Regions from separate parts of the Columba livia genome. Here region 1 is linked to region 2. The links are chromatin contacts, called in public Hi-C maps. All regions are on one chromosome and are shown on one strand. The core of a region is the stretch at or near the end of the contact, and the rest is flanking DNA. Distances in the headings are between cores, read along the strand shown. Region 1 overlaps PPP1R1C (protein phosphatase 1 regulatory inhibitor subunit 1C). Region 2 has its middle 16 kb from the start of NEUROD1.

Evidence for each region. Hi-C and Micro-C count contacts between places; a contact is called where the count stands out from the background.
Region 1: a Hi-C map of liver shows a contact between it and region 2, with 7 times the contacts expected there. The contact joins two enhancer-like sites. A contact is called at or near these places in 2 of 2 Hi-C or Micro-C datasets (crop and liver).

Annotation. Positions count from the first base shown.
Region 1 is chr7:25,883,659-25,886,362 of bColLiv1.pat.W.v2, forward strand. The region is part of intron 4 of PPP1R1C (protein phosphatase 1 regulatory inhibitor subunit 1C); the gene reads left to right. Among named protein-coding and RNA genes, the nearest start is that of PPP1R1C, 38 kb to the left of the region's middle. Within about 2 kb of position 1,298, at least 1 of the 3 cell types and tissues checked has an H3K27ac peak away from gene starts, as active enhancers do.
Region 2 is chr7:25,747,142-25,749,944 of bColLiv1.pat.W.v2, forward strand. No RefSeq gene overlaps it. Among named protein-coding and RNA genes, the nearest start is that of NEUROD1, 16 kb to the left of the region's middle. Within about 2 kb of position 1,495, at least 1 of the 3 cell types and tissues checked has an H3K27ac peak away from gene starts, as active enhancers do.

The DNA of each region.
Region 1 (2,704 bases), core at 48-2,547, 140 kb after region 2:
AAAAATGCACCAGAGTCCCTATGGACAGACCAAATAGCTGACTCATCCCAGAGCATTGTTCTTTTTACTGGAATACAGTGTGCTGGAAAAATCAATGTGAGAGCTATTGATTTAAATGGTGATCTAGAGAGCAAATCAGACAGCAAACCAGATAACAGCTCAGTGCAGTGTTCTTGTTAGTATCATGTTACCAAACCTAATGGATGTCAATGAGGTTTTCTATTTTGCTTTCAAAAATATTTCTTTTCCTAACCTAGGTACACTAGTGTTTGCTAATTCTACACACTCATGTAGCATGCAAATTTGGCACAAGTCAGTATCTGAAAACTGCACTAAATTAATCCATTATACTTTCAGTTTGTTGTGATTTACCTCTTGTCACACTGTTTTCTAGGTATACTGGTCACTTTAAACTGAGGATTCATGACCTCTGTTCCCCTTGTTTTTATCACTTTTTTCTTCCCTTTTTCTTGCACTTTTATGTCTGTACTTCAAACTCTCTCATCCTTCTATAATTTCCAATGCATCAATTTCTTTCAATTTATGTTCTTCTTCATGTGCAGATGTTGGCTTTAACCTCCCTGTGGAAAACACCATAAAAACAGAGGAAGGCTTCTCAATTTGAAGAGTCACCAGTTTACCTAAGGCAATCCTTTTCAGTCAGTTCTCACTGCATAAGGCCCATTTCTCCAATTTACTAATCTGCTTCTCGTTTTGTCTGACAAAACCAAGTAAAATACTTTGGCCTTTTTTTCGTCTGTACAGAGTTGAAGTTCAAATGTTTTAGCACAAATATCCATCCATCCGTCCATCTATCCGTCCATCCATTCGTCCATCCACAAAGAGCATCCTTAGAGATATCTTCATTATTCTGATCGGTGGGTTAGAGAAGCCACTGGAAGCCTTGCTGGATTCTTACCCTTTTCCCCTCACACACACCAGAGAAATCTAAACCAACATGATAACACTGCCAGGTAGAGAGAGACCAAGTGGAATGCAGCTTAGATTGCCAGGGCAGAAGCAGTTTATCTCAGGTAATGGTGGTTCCTTGGTGTCTCATTACCAGTAGAATATCAAAAGAACACATTCGAGTCTCAGAGTTACAAATGCAACTTTCCATCCCAAGGCATGCTTTGTACCAATGCAGGTTTCCCTTTACCTAGATAGTCACATTTTGTTTGGTACATCAGATCATCCTTGAAAGGAAATGCAAACTGAAGTGACAAGAAAGAAGGTTTGCAAAGACCAACAGAACCAAATCTGCATCGCTCCCTAGAGCTCCCAAGTCTCCACACTCTCTACCAGCTATTGCTATTAATACTTACAGCTATTTAAACACCATCAAGGTCTCCCTTATGAAGGAAGTGCATTCCTGAGTGGTTTGAGGAACTCATTGAACCCACTGCTGTGGGTGTGCTAGAGTTCAGGGAAATAAGAAACCTCCACTCCTCTTCCCTCACCCTGTAGGAGGCTATTTAGATCAGCATCAAGTTCCTACTAATTTCAATGGGCTGGGAAGTTCTTGCAGCTTTCTGTGTACACTGGACCACCTTTGCAATTAGCTGCCACCAAATCATAATTAAAGTCTTTCCCCACAGAGGTGAAAGTTACATTTGACTGTTTTCCCTCTCAGCTTTTGGGAAATACATTCTTTAAATTCCCCTCTTAATGTATTTTTCTTTGCATAGAAACAAAGACTTTTTCTTGAGCTAGATCCCAGCTACAACACTTGAAATGGGATTAAATCTGAGTTGTTATGAATCTAAGGAATGTTCAAAGACATCATTTGGGTTTGACTCATTAAAAAAACAAAGATTCTCTGGCTGTTCCCAAAGTGTTCAGACCCAGGGATTTGATACATGCATAATTCTGGTATTTACAATGATGGTTGATATTAAATGAGCTCTTTCTAGCTTCTGCCATGAATTGCTGATGCTCAATGTGTTTAGTGCCTGCTTGTTCTTCTCTCCAAAGGAAACAACATGCAGAATAAATGATTAAAATCATGATGTCCCTCCTGAAATATGTATTTTATTAGAAGCAATTAGTACAGTATGTGGCCATAATCCAAATTTGTAACCCCTTAGGCCAGCTTGATGATGTCTCGTGCATCTCATTACTTTGTGACTGAAGGTTAACAAGGAACATGGATAGAGTCTAGAGACATAAAGGATTATTGTTAGGATGGTAGGCACTGAGTTTGGAGCCCACGAGAATTATCACGGAACAAAAATCTGAGACTAAATTTACTTCAAGTGGCAGAGGAATTAAGTTTGTAAGTGTTAAGTAGTGACTACAGAATCTTGGTATCATTTTACGGGCTGCCCACCTATGTGGCAAACACAGTGAAAAGCTTCTATCATTAACTAAACACATCAGTGTAAGAACAAGAAACATCATATTACACTAGAAAGAAAAATACTCTTTCTGATCATACACTGGCTTAAATTTAATTTTTAGGTAATTAATATTAGCCATAATATAACACACCTTACTTGCTTTTCTGATCATCCAGCCCAGGTTTGTCAAAATTCACAGACTAAGCTGCTCTGACAGACTGAGTCAGACTTTTCTGATGTAGTTAAGTCACTTTTGCTCAGGGTATTACATTTTCCCAGTCTCTCCAGTGATGACAAAACACCTACTACTTTTTTAACATGATTGTGTTGTACATAAGCCACAACACCAGAACAAAAGGAGATGG
Region 2 (2,803 bases), core at 245-2,744:
CCACATGGGCCTTTGTTTTGCTCAATTGTAGACATCGGTTTTGGTCTCTATCCTTGAAGGTGCCATTTTGTCTGGATAAATCCTTTCTTCTCACTGAAGTGCAAAATAGGCCTCATTTTGCAAATGTCTGTAATGTCTCTGCATTAGCCTTTGGTCATTGTTTTCCCAGTCAGTTCCATTTTTCCCAGCAAAATGCCTGCTAGACTTTATATTGCAGGCATTTAGTGTAGTGTGCAGTTGCTTTTGGTAAATACAAGCTTAAAATTTTAGCAAATCTAGTCTACCAAGTAACATGAATCAAAGAGTATGTTAAAATCATACAGCCTTATATCTCTAAATAATCAATTACATTCAGTATGCATCTACTTAAGTTAAATGACTAATATTGAACTTGAATTGGGCTCATCCACTGACCTGTGAGTAGTAAAACCATTGCCACACAGCTCACTTATTTAGCAGGGAGAACTCATCCAGGGCTCATCTAGGCTGTCATATTTGTAGAATGAAGTGGTTGACTTGTAGCCAAATTGCATACAGTGGGAAAGGTCTGCACGAGACTCCCTGCACCCACAAGCCACCGGTGTTCAGTGTGCTGTTCTGCTTCCCTGTGGGTCTACTGAAAGGAGCTCTTGGCCTGGGTGAGGCTCAGTCCTTTACCTCCTCTGTAGCCTGGACCAAACTGCTGCTGGTTTGTCTGGGCAGGGGGTTCGAGTGCATCCGTCACACTTGTGCATATTAGTTAGCAAATACGAACCCATTCAAAATGTTGAGAAGTTTTAAATCTAAATTCCTATTTAAAGTATTCCCTTATTGATTGGAAATTTATTTTATTTTCTGGAAGTGCTAGTATTACCTTGACATAACGTAACATGTCTTGATACTTGGAAGAAGGATAACATGTTCAAGTCATGACACAGATTTTAAAAAGTTTTAAAATTAAACTGTTCTTATTTAGTTGCCCAATATATATATATATGTGTATATATATATATATTTAATGTTTACTCTTGCAGTTCCCGTATAAATTTGGTGTTTTCCTACTATGTGGTATTTTCAGGGCTGACACACGGTGGTGCTGCAGCTAATAGGTTTATATTTTCTGCAGCTGTTTCTCTGCTGTCACTGTTTTGTTCTTCTCCTTCATTTGCAGATACTGTTTGGGCCATCAAAGTCCCTGACTAAAAAATACCCCATTATTCAATTCCTGATGGACCGTGATCCATTTTTCAGCAGTTCTTAAGTTAATAATAATAACTAGTATAATAGTAGTAGTAATAATAATAATGCCTTCGTGCTGCACATTTCCTTACAAAATGTGTACGCATCATTCTAGTGAAACAGTGCAAATATGGGCATGGTCCAGTAATTATAAACATAGGCACAGAGGGTAAGTTCTGAAAGGAATCTCAAGAGGTCGTCGAGTCCATCCTCTTCATGCAGGAGCCAGGATAGCTGGAGGTCTGCCTGGTCTCTTCTTGAATACCAGTGTGGGCTTTATGGGAATACCTCAAATGTTTTTATGTGTTTTTTCATACACGTCTCCCACATGGGATCTTTGCCTGAGTAAAGATGAGAGATGAAACACGCACAGTTCCACTGTTCCAGTCTCACAGGCAAGAAATGGTCAGATCTGCCAGCGGGCAGTGGAACAGAGCTTTTGGCTTTTCCCAGCATTTCTGTGAGGCTCATCTGTAAGTTCAGAGGTGCTGGAGGAACAGTAGGACACAAGAGGAACTTTGCCGACATCTGGGTCTGCTGCTTTGCTCTGAGAGTCTTCAGGTTTTTATCCCAACACCCCAGATATTTGGCATGCCCACTGTCTTTCCCCCCAGGGAGCCCTTACAGATGCTGGTAGCATTAAAGCAGGCACTGCGGGTGATCACGGAGTGACCAGCGGCAAGGTTTTGCTGTTGCAAAGGAGATGTGTTCCTGCACGGGATGGGTGATGCTGTGATGAGAAGCTGTTTCTCTGCTCCCACTCTGGCTAGCTCAGCCCTCCTTCCACCTTTGCACAGCAACAGCCTCAGTTCCCGGCAGGAAATAACCTGTAGGGACAAATGATCTTAATTATTAGGACAAAGATTACTTGTTTAAGTGCAGATTCTTTGTACTAATACAAAAAATAATCAAGATGTGTCATTGTAATTAAATTGAATCTGTTATTTCCTCCCAAAAGATTTCCCTTTAAATCTAATTTATTATTTGGTTTCTTAATTAGTATTAAAGACCTAAAGATGTTGTGGTTTACACATGAAAAGCATGAGCAAGAGCATGATTGCTATTACGGGCTTCCTGGGAAGCGGTCGGGTTACAGGCTCTGGAAAACAAGGCTCTAGCTGACAAAATGCAGTGAACACGCACACACTGAAGAAGGTGAAGAAGCACAATGAGTGTGCTCCTGCCAAAACAACAGAGGCACTAAGCTGGTGTGGAAAAATTGCCTTCCTAGTCAGGAAAATGTGTTCTTACTTGGTGGTACCATGTGGCGAAAGCCTCAAAACATATGGTAGGATCAATTTTGGTTTTGGACACATGTTTAAACGCTTTTTAACATGCAAACTTCATATTTCTTTGGTCTTGGTGGATATAAGTGAGCTGCTTGTCACATCCTGCTGCTTCACAAAGGCTGATTTTATATGTGTGGACTTTGGAGCTGGGACAGACAGGGGGAATTATGTAGCAGCAGGAAAAAAAAGAGACGATCATCATCAGATTGTAAATGGGAGAAATCAGAACATATACCACTTAAGCTCTTTAATTTTTTTTTAAGGAAGAAAAGGCTGGAATTTTCCTTCATTATTTC